2 separate regions of the Mus musculus genome follow, and region 1 is linked to region 2. A link is a contact called in public HiChIP or PLAC-seq data. All regions are on one chromosome and are shown on one strand. The core of a region is the stretch at or near the end of the contact, and the rest is flanking DNA. Distances in the headings are between cores, read along the strand shown.

Region 1 (4,959 bases), core at 1,792-4,291, 180 kb after region 2:
CCTAGGTTCTGAGTTCTAGAAAGCGCTGTGAAAGCTACCACCAGATGAGTGTTTCACAGGTGAGGGTGTGACACTTGGCAAAGACAGTTGGCGTGATAGAGCGTCTTTCTGGAGCAGTCCTGTGCCAAGCACTTCACACGTGATCCCAGATTCAGCTGTTCTCCCCTGTACAGTTGAGAGGAAGGCTCAGGAATATTCGACACAGGGTCCCTGGACCAGAGGGATGGAGGAAGCAGACTTAAGAACTAACCAGAGATGAGCCAGAAACAAGTGTGCTGAAACCTACCCTTCCCTGTCTCCTGACTTCCAAGGAATGAGACCCACTCAGTCCATTTCCTCAAAGACAGAGGCAACATTGCACAGCCAAGAAGCCTTAGTGGCTTGGAGGGCGGGGGTGTCCTCTCAGGATAAGAGCCTGCTGTAGATGGCCCAGGCTGGTCCAATTTACCCTACAATGGACATACACGTGAGAGAGGAGCTTTGATCTCTGCTTCCTGTCCCCTGTTGGGGACACAGTGAGGTGCTCTTAGAAGAGAGCATTTGAGAGAAGGCAGACTGTTGCCCGACTGTGGGACAGAAAGAAAGACGGAACATATGTACGCACGGTGGGGAAGGGAGAGGGAGCGATGAGTCCTGTTTGGTGGCAGCTCTCCTGGTCTGAAAATTTGACCATACATAAATAGTTCTAGGTTTGTCGGTCCAGAGAAGAAAGAAGGAAACTGGTCTGGTTCTAGACAGGTATAAGGATGAAAGTCTGAGCCTTCTATCCTATCCTCAGAACGGAGCTCAGGAACAGAAGTAGGGAAACAGGGCGGCGCCTTTCTGTTGAAGGGAGACTTCTGCTGGTTGCAGGCCCTTCGGTATCTGGGACTCCAAAGAACCGTATCTCTTTGTGAGAACCCGGGCAGGCAACCCTCGGCCTAACACCACACTATCCATTTACCTGATATGTGACCACTGGTATAAAGAGAAATCAGGCGCGCACTCTCCAGAAAGTAGCTCTTCCCCAACGCTCCGTGGCTTGGAAAACCCGTGCTGCCCGTGCTGCCCCTGCTGCAGGCGCAAGTCTGTGCTCTGAGTCTGGTGGGGGCAACTGAGCAGCCAGCAAGGCGCCAGCGCCAACTAGTGGGCGGTTCACGACACTGCTTCAGCCCGGGCGACCCTTCACCTGCGACCTCAGGCTGCGTACTGAAGGCCAGCACTTCCCCAACCCTTGGATCTGGTGCCCGCGTCTTCCGAGGGTTATAGCTGAGTCCGGGCCCAGGGTCAGATGTTGGGTCATTCCTGTAGCCCCACTTTCCGGAGACCCGGTTATTAATTTGTTGTAAGATCAGAAAGAGAAATCAGGCGGAGGGACTAGTATGGGGCAGATGCAAACTGGAATCACTCAAGAAATCGAATTTATGCATCGCATCGCAGAGGCTGCCAGTCACGGCCCACAATCGCTCGAGGGCAGAATAGACGACTCGGTCTGGGTCCTACCTGGTGACTAGCGGTGCTCCCTTTCCAGGGGAGCCCCCTGAGGGCCCATGCTCAGGGCCAGGCTTCCTAGATCCCCTCTGGTCCAGAGGCTGTTTCCATGGCGGCCCAAGGCCTAGTGATGGTCAACTCCGAATCATAGGTTCTCAAAAAGTTCCAGTAAGGGACCTTCACTGTCCTTGCTTCCCTGGTGGCTTGAGGCGCTGGCATAAGGCCCAGAGAGGGGCAGAATACAATTCTCCTGGCACTCGTTAGACTCAGGACATACCTAGTACCCCGCTGTTGTACACACAGCGCCTGATTTCGTTTTTTGACAAAATGGAGTGTTCTAAGCTGAGGTCAGAGCCAGGATGAGGTCTTGATGCCTCTGTCGCCATCGGATCCTAAATCGTGTCGCTTCTGGGGCTTGTATTGGTAGTTGCAGACAGATTCACTGTCGCTGGCAACGAAAATGCAGTCGAATTTCCAAAGCAGTGAGAGAAACACATGCATTCGTTCGTTGCTGCCGTCCAAGGAGTGCACGGGGTTGGGGAGAGCACAGCCCTCGGTGACCGGTGACCGTGGACTCTCTAGTTGTGTGTCTGTGCCCCCATGCCAGGCTTAGGAGACGGGACGGGAAAGAGTTGTTGTTAGTGAAGTCCAGGAGTTGCTGGGCCACGGAGCATGAGGAACACAGAGACCCCAGGGCCGATTTCCCACAGGGCACCTGACAGCTCTGTAGGCTCAGCGCTTTAGGGCCAAGAAGACTATGGCCCGGCCCTAGGAGGACCCCTTTCCATCCGTGGGGAGAAAGCAGTCTGAGCGTTAAGACTTCTTTCTGCCACAGACCCTCATCCACTTCCACTAGACGGACGGTGGTTGCATGCGTATGGTGTAGCATGGAATGTTCCAAAAAAGCACACTGTTGTAGGCCCCATTGTAGTTTTCAAAGACCCATGAGCTGCCAAGACAGAGGACAACTCCACGAGGCCTGCGCGATCCTGAAATTAGTTTTGAGTGGACAGGAGCCGTGTGGTTGTCCCCACCCCACTGTTGGTCCCTGTGGCAACCCCTATTCTGTCTGCCTCGAAGGTTGACACAGAAGCCACAGAGACGAGAGCCAAGGCCGCGCGGAGCTGTGGACTCCCTCGTGGGGTGGAAGCTCTAGGGTCAAAATCGTTTGTGGAGTGGAGGGAATGAGAAAACCGTCTTGGGTGTCACCGCGGCAACCAGCTGAGGGTGCAGGTTCCGGGCTGCGGTGGCCAGAGCTGAAGCAGCCAGGCTGCGACTCGAGGGAGGGGAAGCGAGCCGCAGCCAGGAGGCTGGAAACCCGATGTCTGCCCAGGTCGCAGCGGCCGCTCCTGACTCCGGGGACCGCGGCTCCCCGCGCGGCTACCGGGACGCGGGTGTCTAGACCCTCTGGGGCGGAGCCTGGCCCCTGCTTGGCTCGCGCGGGCCCGAGCCACCGGGTCCTCCACGGCGAACCCCGAGCCTGGGGGCTGCGATTGGCTGCGCCCCGCGTCGCTCGCACGGCCCCGCCCCGAGGCCCGGGGTACTAACCCCGCGCGGGCGGCCGCGTCGCCGCCACTTGATTCTCTAGGATCCGGGCTGGGGCCGCGGCCGCCGAGTCCGTGGGGCGGCCGCGCGCGCCGGATGCGGGACTAGCGGGCGCGCGGCCGACCGTCGGGGCGCACCCCCTCCCCCGGCGCCGCCCCTCCCCCCACCCCCCACGCTGGCCGGGCCCCGAGCCGCCGCCTTCCCGCCTCCCGCTTCCCGCGGCTGCGGCCGCCCGCGCCCTGACGGCCGCGGCATGCGTATTCCCGTAGACCCGAGCACCAGCCGCCGCTTCACTCCCCCCTCCACGGCCTTCCCCTGCGGCGGCGGCGGCGGCGGCAAGATGGGCGAGAACAGCGGCGCGCTAAGCGCGCAGGCAACCGCGGGCCCCGGCGGCCGCACCCGGCCCGAAGTGCGCTCGATGGTGGACGTGCTGGCCGACCACGCGGGAGAGCTCGTGCGCACCGACAGCCCCAACTTCCTCTGCTCCGTGCTGCCCTCGCACTGGCGCTGCAACAAGACGCTGCCGGTCGCCTTCAAGGTGAGTGCAGGGGCCCGAGCCGGGAGGACACCGGGGAACCTGGGCGCCCCCATTTGCAGGAGCCCATACCGGGGAGGACTTGGGGAGCACCTAGAAGTAGGACATGAAAGGGGATGTCACCCAGCTGGCAAGACACCGGGGTACCCGGGCGCCCCTACTGCAGGATGCCACTCCCGGAAGGACCCCCGCTGGACTCCAGGCGATCCGCAATAAGAGCCCAGACCCCAGAGAACATGGGAGGTACCGTGGTGGAAGAAAAGGGGGTCACCCGGCTAGCAGGACATAGGGGTGCCTGGTCACCCACGCTGCAGGAGCCCAGGCCCGACAGAACATGAGAGGAACCTGGGTGTCCCCGCTGCCCGAGCCCGGGTCCAGAGAGAAATATGGTTACATCAGTCAGGGAAGGTACCAGGAGGACGTCCAGGAGAACTGGGCGTGGGGAGTTCTTCTGCCGTTCCTATTCCAAGAGTCAGAACCCCAGACCTCCCGTTGGGAACGGTACACCGCGGCCTCTCTGCCGGAGGACACGGACACTTGGGGCGCTCCTTCTCGGTGGCACAGACAGCCTGGAGGAGCCATACCCCGTTCCACCTGGCCTTCACGGGGCCCTGCAGAGTATAGTGGCATGGAAACCGGAGGACTGGGGCTCCCAGATTCTTTGGCACAGTCTAACCGGTAACTGGGATGAGGACCGCCGGAGCTGGGCGAGGACCCGGGAGGTGTGGGGCACAGAGGGCGAGGAGGGCCTGGCCTAGCACCGCGCCTCCTGCTCTGCAGCAGAAACACTTCCTTCCCACACTCTCAACCTCAGCGGCTGAAGTGTTGCACAGGGCGACCGTAGGCCGGTTCTAAAGGGCTGCCTCCGGCATAAGTCTGCATCCCGAAAGATAGGCAGAGACTTGGGGAATGCCTCCATCCTGGTAGCCCCAGAGTCGTTCAGAGAATTTATTTTTCAACGATACCAGGGATAGGCAACTGTTTCGTTTCTCTCTCTCTCTCTCTCTCTCTCTCTCTCTCTCTCTCTCTCTCTCTCTCTCTCTCTCTCTCTTGTAAGGGGGGCAGCCAGATGAAACGAAAACGCCTTGGTTTTCCCCTAAACCTCTCACAGCTGCCGTGAGAAAGGACAGAGTAGGAAGGGCCAGCGGCTGGGAGGTAGTGATGCCCGAGGTGGCTGGAAACGCGGCTGCTGGCAGCTGAGGCCCTCCTTGCTCCCATTAAGACTTCAAATTGGAAAGGGGTGGGGGGAAGGCTGGTGACTCTTTGAGGTCTCCCGGGTGACATCTTAAAATACCATTGGGGGAAATCTCCCGGGGAGGAGAGGGAGGAGGGGAGAAGGGGGAGGAGGGGATGAGGGCCGTGTGACTGTAATCGTCAGATCGGAGGTTTTACTGTCACTTGGAGCTTAA
Region 2 (5,209 bases), core at 557-3,056:
GAGTGAGGGGGAGAGAGAGAGAGAGAGAGAGAGAGAGAGAGAGAGAGAGAGAGAGAGAGAGAGAGAGAGAGAGAGAGAGCTAGGCTTGTTTATAGAACTAGTTGTGTAACACTTGTGGGTCTCATGTCTTTGCTGATCTTCGCCTCCCTGAGAGAGGCACAGCCGAGAACTTCTCCTGCTGTCCCTCTAGGTCCCTCCTGTTGACTTGAGCTGAGACTGAGTCCTGGCTGTCTCTGCTAGGTCGTGCCACCGCTGTTGCTATCCTGACTCTACCGAGCTGGACTGCTGGTGTATCCATGAGGTGTTGGTGAGTGGATCGAGCTGCCACTGTTGACCTGTGAACTGAACTGCCAATTTCCAGACAACACAGATGGGAGTTGCTCCAAAGAACCTTTCTAAACAGGTCCACTTCCCCTGTATCCTTTCTTTTCTGCTCCTGGTGGGTGGTGGGCTACAAGGAAGGTTAAAGTGTTTAAGAACCATCATTAAAAGTAAACAGGGTGGGCGTGGTGGCGCATGCCTTTAATCCCAGCACGCAGGAGGCAGAGACAGGCAGATTTCTGAGTTCGAGGCCTGCCTGGTCTACAAAGTGAGCTCCAGGACAGCCAGGGCTACACAGAGAGACCCTGTCTCGAAAAACCACACACACACACAAAAGTAAACTTAGAAAAAAAAAATCAAAGTTCCACTGGGTTCCAGAATTACACTGTAATCAGGTCCTGGGTTGCTGCCTCTGTGTTTCTGCCACACTGTCATATGGAAAAGGCCCTTCCAGGAAGCGGGCCCTGCAGAACCTTGAACCGAATTCTCTGTTTTCTGTGACGGGCTCAGTCTTGAGCATGCTGTTACAGTCACAGAAAGTAGACTGAGATAGCAAGCTCTTCAGAGTCACTGGGCCTTTGGAGGGACTCCTCTCTTACCTAGAGCTGACCAGAGATGCTCTGTTCCCCACAGCCCTGGGTCCCCTTGTGTTTCTTTCCCCATCAGGTGGGACAGGTAAGCTGCTCTCTGGAGTCTGTGACACAGTAAGGGGTTGTTGACTGACTATGTAACACAAGTCAGACATGTCTCTTGGCAGTCCACAAGTTCAAGGTCAAGAAAGCCATTGTCAGCTCAGACTCTAGCTACTAAGTGGTGGGGCTTATGTGTGTGTGTGTGTGGGGGGGCTTTTTGAGGTGTTTCTATTGGCCACTCTGTGGCGGTTGGGTGGCTGGGTCCTATGCAGATAGGATGCAGGCCTGGGAAACCAATGTGCTGGCTGCTTGTATGGCTGTGTGACCTGTGATTATTGCTTCTCTAACTATTATTCCCAATTGCAGCTCAGTGAATGCAATTATGCTGTCGAGGCTCCCAGCACAGTAGCGCCCCCTAGCTCCTGCTAATTTGCTGCTTCTACCCTCTTCTTACCTTCCAGGGTGGGATTAGCCTCCTGGGAGCCCTTGGCACCAGGGCTGGGCTGTGTCTCAGTGGTTGCTGGAGCTTTGACGTCATCTCTTTGATGTGGGGTTGTTGAATCGGGCAGAATCCTGCTCGGCTAGTCCAGCGCCGGGTACCAGACAATTGAGCCTTTGTGCGTGTGCCCTGGGGCATCTGCCCACAGAAACCTGGTGGCTCCGAACACCTCTTGTGAAAAAGTAGCCTTCAGGAAAAAGGGACAATGAGCTTGTCATGTCCAGGAGAGAGCAGGGTCTGAACTGGGGTGGGCACCGGGTGATTACAAGGCAGACCGGGAGCTCCTGGGAAAGCCATGGGCAGGCAGGGGCCGGGGCCTCTAGAATGTGTGCTAAGGGTGTTGCCTGCTGTGGTTATGGGAGCAAGTCTCACTTAATTCTGCCAAACCACCTTGCTTATTGCTCACTGTTCTTAGAGTACAGAGGCTGTGTTTCACCCTGTCTCGGGGCCTTTGGATACGCAGAACCCTTTGCCTGAGATTTTAATTTTTGATTATGCAGAAAATGCCAAAGAACAATTATTTTAGCCCCTTAGATTCCCATGTCTGGACAGATGACATTTTGTCTTTACTTCCTGCAGAACATTATTTTTGTGTATGTGTGTGTGTGTGCGTGTGTGTGCGAGTGTGTTTGTGTGTGTGGTGTGTGTGTGTATGCGTGTGTATGTGTGTGTGTGGTGTGTAATATGTGTGTGTGTAATATATGTATGATGTGTATGGTGTGTGTAGTATATGTATGTATGTGGTGTGGTATGTGTGTGTGTGAGTGTGTGTGTGTTTATGTGTGGTGTGTGTGTGAGTGTGTGTTTGTGTGTGTGTATACGTGTGTGTGTGTGGTGTGTGTGTATGTGTGTGGTGTGTAATATGTGTGTGTGTAATATGTGTGTGTGTGTGTGTGTGTGTGTGTGTGTGTGTGTGTGTGTGTGTGAGTGTGCATGCTTGCTTTCTTGAATGTGCTTTTTCCTTCGGAGGCCAGAGGAAGACATCAGGCATCCTGTTCTGTTACCCTCTGCCTTATTCTTGTATCAGGTCTCTCTCTGAAGCTGAGACTCACCATTTTGGCCAGGTCGTCTGGCCATCGAGCCCCCAGGATCTATCTGTCTCTATCTCTCCAACTCTGGAGTCACAGGCACATGTAGCCATGCTTGGCTTTTATGTGGATGCCTGGGATTCAGGCTCAGCAGGAGTCACCTTTATCTGCTGAGCCATCTCCCTGGCTTCAAGTTCTCAGGGCAGGAGAGGTTTTCCCGTGTCTGCATCCTTCATGTCCTGTCCCCACATCCTTCCTATTCTGTCCTTCACCACTGGTGAACTGTCAGAGCAGAGGAGAGGGGATGGACCGTTGAGCATGGGGGGACGACCTGGATGGCATCTAGGAGCAGAGAGTGTACATGAGGAGGAGCAGACTGGTGGAAGTGGAAGCGCGGGTCCAGCTGGGTAGTAACGAACTAATGTTGAGAGGCCAAGGGTTGGGAACTCTGGGTGAGGGCAGTGGCAGGGACTCTGTGTGCTGGTCTTGTAAAACAAAAAAAAAAAAAAATCACACACACACACGATTTGTTTATTTTTTTAAGGAGCAGATGCTCTGAGCAAACGTGGCACATTCAGAATGCCAGCGTCAGGAGAGGGAGGCAGGAAGGCAATGGAGGGTGACGCCTGGCCTCCTATTTGGTGATTGATTGTTTTGAATTTTCTACATAAAAAACCTAAACTAATCTGAGAAGAAACGCTTCTCTCTTTTTTCCCCTTGAACTGCGATTCTTTTTCTTTTCCTGCCTTATTGCATTAGCTAGAGTTTCTAGTATGACTCTGAACGGGGGTGTCATGGCTGCCCTACGCCAGATCTCAAGGGGGAGTTCCTAGTGCCTTATTGTTTTTAGTATAAATAATCCCCATGTGATATTTTGGAACATAACAATTCTAAAAATGTATTTTTTCTTTATTATCTCAAATTTAAATTTAATTCTAAAAATGGGAATGTATCCACGGACTCAAATTACAAAGGTAGTCATTGTCCTTTTCTCCCAAATTAAAAAAAAAAATCTTCTAAAATTCTGTTGACCTCATAGCTCAGGCTCATAAGCCCAGCTACTTGGGAGACTGAGGCAGGAAGATCACAAGTTCAAAGCCAGACTGGACTACAGAGTGAGTTCAGATCAGCCTACGCAACTCAGTGAGACCCAGTCTCAAAATGAACTAGTAAAAACAGAGGGCTGGAGAGACGGCTCAGTGGTTAAGAGCATTGACTCAAGGTTCAGTTCCTAGCACACACATGGCTGCTTACAACCTCCTATAGCTGCAGTTCCAGGGCATCCAGTGTCCTCCTCTGGTCTCCAAGGGCACATACATTTGGACAAACACTCATACACATAAAATAAAAATTAATAAAATTTTAAAAGAAAGTAAAAAGAAGCCTAGGGGTGTAACTCTGTGGTAGAGGGTGTATGCAGCTTGTGTGAGAGTCTGGGTTCAAATTCCAGTAAAACACACACACACACACACACACACACACACACGAACATGCTCACACATTCACACATATTACATGTATACAGACAGACATACACACACAGAGATATAGACATATACACTCACGCACAGACACATCCATCTATCCATACACATATGCAAACAAGATACACACACAGAAATACAGATATACTCACACACAGAGACACACTCATGCATGCGCGCGCACACACACACAGACACAAACACACACACACACACACATACACACACACACACACATGCACACCTTCTCTAAAGGTACATTTCCCCCACAGGTTAAAGCTACCATTCCATGGAGCTTTGCTGACTCTGGCTGCTCTTGAAGAGTCAGATGTGGGGCTGGAGTTAAGAGCCCTGGGTGCTCTTCCAGAGGACCCTGGTTTGATTTCCAGCACCTATGTGGCAGCTCACAACTGTCTGGTAATCCCAGTTCTAGGGGATCTGACACCTTCACACAAACATACATGCAAGCAAAAAATGCACACACAAATTTTTTTTAAAAAGGAGGAAACCCGTTAGTTGTAACTGATTCAGATGCTGTTGGTCTTTTCGCCGCTTCTGGAAACTTTCTCGGGCTTCTGGAAACTTCTACCGTTCTGTGTGGTGAAAGTAAGTTTCCCTCCCGTTCGTCGCCAAAAGAAAAATAAAGGAACCTAGTGAAATTTAGATGATAAGGAGCAAACACATTTTAACTTTTCATTATAATTAGTGTGTGTAGGTCAGCCCGTGTGTGGAGATCAGAGGACAGGTTTAGGAGTTGGCTCTCTCCTTCCATCTTGTGGGTCCTGGGATTGAACTTAGGTCCTCAGGCTTGGCAGCATGTGCCTTTGCCCACTGAGCCATCCTCCTGGTCTGCGAATGCATTTACAGTATCACCCTGGGGTGTATTGATAGCAGATACTTGCTACAATGTTGATGTTGTCAATTTGACAGGGTCTAGAATGGCCTAAGAGGCAAAGCTCTGGCCATGCCTGTGAGGAGGTTTCTTGATTGGATCAAGGTGGGAAGGCCCATCCTGAATGTGTTTTCAAATCCTGTGCTGGGTGAGCCCAGAGTTTGACGTCTGTCTCTACTGCCTGCTGTTCCTGCTGATGCTTGATCGCCGTGCCCAGCCGAGCTCCTATAGCTAAACGTTCACTGTGGGGCAATCTCTGAGTCTAGGTGGAAGGTGGATTCCCACAGAAGGATTAGCAGAGACTCGTGCCAGGAGCCTGTGGTCATTACCGACTTGGGACCACTTTAGACTGA

The links. HiChIP or PLAC-seq counts read pairs in DNA pulled down with a chosen protein or histone mark.
Region 1: a contact with region 2 is called in an H3K4me3 HiChIP or PLAC-seq map of craniofacial prominence, with 2.6 times the contacts expected there. The contact joins the promoter of Runx3 here to the enhancer-like site in region 2. A contact is called at or near these places in 19 of 39 promoter capture datasets (the 3T3-L1 cell line, 3T3-L1-derived adipocytes, the C10 cell line and 12 more), 2 of 15 datasets of contacts at CTCF or cohesin (embryonic stem cells and large pre-B cells), 20 of 484 Hi-C or Micro-C datasets (the HPC-7 cell line, LSK cells, Th1 cells and 10 more), 24 of 115 datasets of contacts at active chromatin or transcription factors (Th17 cells, acute myeloid leukemia, bone marrow-derived macrophages and 14 more) and 3 of 9 other capture datasets (adipose tissue, liver and pancreatic islet).

Annotation. Positions count from the first base shown.
Region 1 is chr4:135,149,504-135,154,462 of GRCm38.p6, forward strand. Runx3 (runt related transcription factor 3) reads left to right here and starts at 3,042. Exons shown (of 5, transcript NM_001369050.1): 1 at 3,042-3,553. The coding sequence starts at 3,269.
Region 2 is chr4:134,973,990-134,979,198 of GRCm38.p6, forward strand. No RefSeq gene overlaps it. Among named protein-coding and RNA genes, the nearest start is that of Syf2, 46 kb to the left of the region's middle. Within about 2 kb of position 1,807, at least 50 of the 459 cell types and tissues checked have an H3K27ac peak or open chromatin away from gene starts, as enhancers often do. A contact at or near this core is called in craniofacial prominence, embryonic limb bud and pancreatic cancer cells, where this site is marked.